2 separate regions of the Gadus morhua genome follow, and region 1 is linked to region 2. The links are chromatin contacts, called in public Hi-C maps. All regions are on one chromosome and are shown on one strand. Each heading gives the region's core, a stretch centred on a gene start, on an enhancer-like site or on the middle of the called end of the contact. The rest is flanking DNA. Distances are from core to core; before and after follow the strand shown. Region 1 holds the start of efl1 (elongation factor like GTPase 1). Region 2 holds the start of tmc3 (transmembrane channel like 3).

The links. Hi-C and Micro-C count contacts between places; a contact is called where the count stands out from the background.
Region 1: a contact with region 2 is called in a Hi-C map of blood, with 5 times the contacts expected there. The contact joins the promoter of efl1 here to the promoter of tmc3 in region 2. A contact is called at or near these places in 4 of 6 Hi-C or Micro-C datasets (blood, gill, gonad and 1 more).

What each region holds. Positions count from the first base shown.
Region 1 is chr14:6,823,007-6,826,218 of gadMor3.0, reverse strand. It overlaps efl1 (elongation factor like GTPase 1), which reads left to right and starts at 1,479. Exons shown (of 24, transcript XM_030376928.1): 1 at 1,479-1,497; 2 at 1,812-1,912; 3 at 2,040-2,107; 4 at 2,259-2,343; 5 at 2,601-2,734. The coding sequence starts at 1,822. saxo2 (stabilizer of axonemal microtubules 2) reads right to left here and starts at 1,314. Exons shown (of 8, transcript XM_030377084.1): 1 at 1,198-1,314; 2 at 643-828; 3 at 1-134. The coding sequence starts at 1,232.
Region 2 is chr14:6,650,468-6,653,592 of gadMor3.0, reverse strand. It overlaps tmc3 (transmembrane channel like 3), which reads left to right and starts at 1,296. Exons shown (of 22, transcript XM_030376312.1): 1 at 1,296-1,666; 2 at 2,559-2,705. The coding sequence starts at 1,551.

The DNA of each region.
Region 1 (3,212 bases), core at 230-2,729, 170 kb before region 2:
AGGGCTGTGAGAACTCGTAGGGGTTGAAGTCCTTGTTGTAGGTGGTTCCAAGGTCAATCTTCTCTGGGTTAGGCCTGTACTCAGCAGGCTGGCGTCCCTGTCGACGCGTGACCTCATGGGCAATGAAGTCTGTCCTTTGTTTTAACAGAGAGACAGAGAGAACAGTGAGGACTCACACAAACATGGCTTCCTGTTGAAAGAATGTATCCAGTGGAATATTAATGAAGTTTGATTCGAGCCCCTAGCATTAATGTTAGTTTACTTAAAGTCTTGTTACCTCAATTGTCTTTGGTCTATTATTTATTATTTATTTATTATTTATATAATATTTATATTTGATGCAATGAAGGCGAGCGAGAGAGAGAGAGAGAGAGAGAGAGAGAGAGAGAGAGAGAGAGAGAGAGAGAGAGAGAGAGAGAGAGAGAGAGAGAGAGAGAGAGAGAGAGAGAGAGAGAGAGAGAGAGAGCGAGCGAGCGAGCGAGCGAGCGAGAGAGAGAGAGAGAGAGAGAGAGAGAGAGAGAGAGCCCTTGACGGGTGAAAGGAAGCAGGACAATATATTACAGGTGAACTCAGGTCTCAGGTTTCACAATCTCAGGCCAAGACCAGGGCTTCTGCTAATAGCAGACCTGACCTAACACTTACTTGAACGTCGTAGTGCCGTCCATTCTCTTCTTATCTGTGTCTATCTCTGGCTTGGGTTTCATGCTGTTGGGAGGGTTGTACAGACCCGTGTACACTGGGAACCGCTCCGAGTACTCTGTCAGATCACATGTTGTTGTGTTCCCTTTGCCATAGAGAGATGTGGGCTTGTGTGGGCAACGGTGCCGTCTACAGGGGAGCATAGAAAAGTCAATTAAGCCATTATGCCTATGGGTTTATATTTGACTGGCAAGAGGATGGTTGTCATGTAACATTAAGTAGGAGGGTATCTACTCTGGCCAGGTTGAGGCCAAATGCAGCAAAGACAGACTAATTCAATTATACATATTTTTCTATATTTACAATTATTTCTTACTAAATCCTAATAAAAGTCCCTTCAGGTTAACTTGGCTTTGGGGAGTTTACGTTTGAATGGCAACAATTATTGACACACCGGCTTACCTTCAGAAAGTGACATTGACCTTTTAACTACATGGGAGTGTGTCATCACAGTCAACTACAGAGTATTATGTATGTATATATAATAGAAGTACATACCCACAGTTACAGAGCTCACAAACACACTTCTTCATTTTCCCCAACAGCCCGTGAACTTGTGCTCAACAATTCCGTTGCCTTGGAGGCAGCTGGTGTCCTAGCAACCGGCTAGCGTCCTGATCCCGACGTAACGTCATGACGCATCAGCCAAGGGGCGTAGTTTGAGGGTCGAGCACTGTGTACTGAACTTCCGGGGAAGCAACGTGAGTCGAAACTTGTCCACATGTTTGCCAATAGAATGTGTTTATTCTGATGACATGAGAGAGTTTGTCTATACGTTTTGTTTGGGTACTTGAAAACGTATGTGTGGAGATACGTTTTGGTTGGTACAGTAGCATGTTATTCATGAAGTGGTGCTCTTTAGCGAGCTAAGCTAGTGTTATCTGTAGCCTCTGCGTAGGTTACCTGTCAAAATGTACACACAAGGCAACTCTCTGTTGTATTACTATTATTATTGGACGTATTTAGTATCGGAATACACGTTGTTTGAATTAAGACAACCGTAGAATTTGCATAAGTTTTCTATTCAGCCTATTGCAAGTCGAAAAACAGGTACATTTACACTATCCAAGTAATGACATTATTGTTTTTGACATGATAAATGATCTGTTTAGGTATGTAATCATGGGCCACAAAGGCCTCGACAAGATCATTGCCCTACAGAAAAATCCTGCTAACATCAGAAACCTCTGTATTCTGGCACATGTTGACCATGGTGAGTATACTGTCTAATGTGTGACTATAGGAATGGAAAGTTGTAACGTTATTTTGTAGTGAATTTTATGTAACTGTCACCTTAATAAAACCTATTGAACACCTAAAAACGTGTTGAATATCTACAGGTAAAACCACCCTAGCTGATTGCTTGGTGGCCAGCAACGGCATTATATCAAGTCGCCTTGCTGGGAAGGTATGTTCTAAATGGCACTTATTGTTAGAATTTCTTAAATAGCAAACTCATTATAACCCCCCCAAAAAACATGTTCCTCTTCTGCTATTTTTGTCTCTGTCTGGCTATCTGTCTATTTCTATTGCTCCTAAAGTTGTTTTTGTGTTTACAGTTGAGGTACCTAGACAGCAGGGAAGATGAACAGCTCAGAGGAATAACCATGAAATCCAGTGCCATATCTCTGCACTATGCGTTTGGTGAGTATGCACCATGGTATGCCTGTGACTAATGCTATTGGTAGAGGACTTTATTTTATCTGCACATTCAAACCACAAAGGAATTATAAAGTAATGATGAAATAAAACTAAACTACTATCTACTGTAAAAAGATTGTGTCTCATCATTGTGAACTTTTTAGAGATCCAACATGTAAATATTGGTAGCTTAGAATTTGAAACGTACTATTTTGAATGTTTTCCCATTATCTGCTGTTGTGTGTGCATGCTCTCACCAGGCGAGAAGGAGTACTTGTTGAACCTAATCGACTCACCCGGTCATGTGGACTTCTCCTCGGAGGTGTCCACTGCCGTGCGTCTGTGTGATGGAGCCATCGTCATCGTGGATGCAGTGGAGGGAGTCTGTCCACAGGTAGGAGTTGCTGCCGTGGGCCGTCAAACAGCAAACAATTCACAGATTACCTTTACCTACTTAGTTATTATGGAATGGAGTCAGGTCAGTTAAAGTTTATAAAGGGTATACATGCTCACACTGATGAACTTTGACAGGTAAACAATAGAGCTACTCTAATGGTCGACTAACCATTAGTCAATCTGAAGAGGCTTGGTTAACCCTCCCGGACACCACTATTAGGAATAACCGCACCCCCGGATGGAGCTCCAAACATCCAGACGCACTGGACACAAACGCATGTTTTATTCAATTCATTTGTTTGGTCAGCTGTCAAGCTCCAATGCAATTGCTTGTTTATATGTACAAGTTGTTTGCAGTTATAAGTTGTAAAAACTGCTTTGTCAATTCTGTAAAAAGATGGCTTATTATCGTAAAAAAAATAATTGTTACAGTTTTGGATTATCTGTAAGGTAGAACAATGTTAACTCTGTTTCTT
Region 2 (3,125 bases), core at 47-2,546:
AGTCCTTAAAATGTATTTGTTGAGACTGTTGTCTACTCTAATCTATTCATGCTTTCATTCATTTGTGTGTAATTATTTTACACACAGAACTGCTTCTGTCAGTGATGATATGGTAACAAAGAACAGCTCCTCCAATATTCCTTGTAGTTTAAAGACCTCTGTTCTCTGACCATCCTCTGGTCTGCTCCAGCAGACCTTAGTTTACACATCCTGATGTCTGCCGGTCGTTCAGCTGTAATTATTCCTCTGGTATGGTCATGTCCTGCCTAGAGCCAGTCCCCAGAACAGAACATATGGTACATTATCATATTATGGGCTGTACTTCCTCTGCAGTCCAGGAAAGACACGCGTCCCCCTGCCAACGGAAGCTTCTTTTTTACGTTTGATGGGATGTATTTTTCATCACACCCTAAGGTTGAACACATAAAAGTGCACAATGCAGGTGTTGTTCAATAAACTTTGTTAAATATGATGCCTTGTCCCGATAAAACCTGGAGGTTATTGTATTTTCTTGATGGAGTTTGGTCGTGCACTATGTGCACCACCGCGGATCATATTGTCAAATCTGTATGACAATATGATCCGTTGTTGGTGGCGAGGTTTGTAGATATTTGTAGAGTCTGTGAATCCGAAAGTAAATAGAATTCACAATAAAATATCAGAATAAAATATAATATGACCTGACCGTTCCTGTTAAAGTCATGATTTAATTATCCAAATTCAGAAAAAAGATTTTGTGTGTGTGTGTTAGTGTGTGTGTGCGTGTGTATGTGTGTGTGTGTGTATGCGTGCGTGTGTTTTTGTGTGTGTGTGTGTGTGTGTGCATGTGTGTGCTTGCGGGTACATGTGTGTGTGTGTGTGTGTGTGTGTGTGTGTGTGTGTGTGTGTGTGTTTTTGTGTGTGTGTGTGTGTGTGTGCGCGTACGTGTGTGTGTGCGTATACTTTTGTGTGTTTGTGTGTGTGTGTGTGTGCGCGTACGTGTATGTGTGTGTGTGTGTGTGTGCGCGTACATGTGTGGTGTATGTGTGTGTGCGTACGTGTGTGTGTGTGTGTTTGTCTGTGTGTGTGTGTGTGTGTGTGTGTGTGTGTGTGTGTGTGTGTGTGTGTGTGTGTGTGTGTGTGTGTGTGTGTGTGTGTGTGTGTGTGTGTGTGTGTGTGGACGCCTGCAGCAGATTGCCAGTCCTCGGGGCTCCCTGGGGCTGTGCCTTTAAGAGGTCGGTCAGGCTGTGATTGGAGTGAAGCAGGCGTGCGTCCCATCCAGTACCGCTGTGATGTGTGGGGATGCACCAATGAGCCAGCAGCAGGTACACACACACACACACACCCTCAAACACCCACACCCCACTTTTTCCTGAAGACACACTCACTGTACCCTCTGTCAGACCAGTTAGTTTGCCGGTAGAGGGAGAGGGAAGCTCACACACATACACTAACACACAAACACACACACAGAGACGCACACTCACACTAGCAACAGGGCAACTAAATGGAACAGTGGATAGAGATGGTGAGACAGTGAACACACACACAGACTTTGAGGGGATCTCAGGATGAGCGGGGGGTCCCAGCCAGTGGCGACGATCGGTAGGGCCACCGCCAGGAGACACAAGAGTGTGAGGAAGAACTCCAGGAGGATCTACTCCCACTACCAGGACCAACAGCACGGGTGAGTGAGTGAGTGAGTGAGTGAGTGAGTGAATGAAAGAGTGAGTGCCTGTGTTTAACTTAAGTAGGGTGGCATAGACTGGTGCTTAAGCTAGGATTTGGGTTCAAATCCCAATGTCAATAGTCTACCTGTGGACATCTTTGGAAAAAATGGCTAAACAATGCACGTTTATAAAGTGCTAAATTGTTCGGGAGAAAAGTGTTTGCCCAATGTTATTTGGCCACATCGCCTACACTCATCACTCTGTAGGTTTTTGTAACCTGTTTCCAAACTGCTGTTCTCAAGATTACCACATATAGTTCAAGTTATGCTCAAGTTATTTTTATTTTCAGATATTTATTTCGATTTAATATATCTATTAGACCACATATTTTTTTTCAAAACTGCTTTTGAACAAATTAAAACCTCAATGTTTGCATTGCCATTAAACCATTTTAACTAACGAAATGTTGTGATTCATGAGTGAATGTAATTTGAATGCTCAACATTGAGTTACAGAATTGTAAACAACAATTTGAAAAAAATAATCCTTGTCCACCAGAATGTATACCCGTCAGACAGATTACATACATCTGTTCTGCGCCGAAGCCTGTAGCCAGCCTTCCATCACAGGTCGACGAATCAATTGAAAACACCATTACACTGACATTTAATCCTCACGTTGATCTGAGAGACGAGACGCGAACCGGGCAATGTTTAACTAACAATGCGGCACTTTAGTTGTAAAATGTACTGCGAAAACACTGTAAGAAATGCAGTGGTTTCCGGTGTGTGTGTGTGTGTGTGTGTGTGTGTGTGTGTGTGTGTGTGTGTGTGTGTGTGTGTGTGTGTGTGTGTGTGTGTGTGTGTGTGTGTGTGTGTGTGTGTGTGCGTATCCTTGCCTATCATGTAGCTCTTCGGACGACGAGGACAAAGAGGATGGGCGCGTGGACAGTAACGACCCGGAGGAGATGTTCCAGAACATCCAGTACCAGAAGGAGATCATCGCCAACATCCGCACCCGGCCCTGGCCAATGAGACGCAAGCTCAAAGTGCTCAAGTACACATCATGATAATACACACGTCTTTCTTCATTCATCAATTTGTTTGTTCTTAATCTTAATGACCTTTTCTCTGATTGGTCTCTTGCCTCAGACACTTTGTCTCCTCTCCCCCGCACGCACGCACGCACGCACGCACGCACGCACGCACGCACGCACGCACACACGCACGCACGCACGCACGCACACACGCACACACACAAACCATCAAATCCAGAAAGACTGCAATGGTTCATGACCATGCTTTAACTTTGTAGTGTGTCCACCCACAGCCTGACAAACATAAGGAGGATCATAGCATTGCTGAAAGGTCTGCCAGTGTTACTGTATATCATCCTAACTAGACCCCATCCCAGCCATCTTTACTCTCTGACCTAGTAGGGATAGAAGCATTAGTACACGCTGGGGTCTATTTAGGC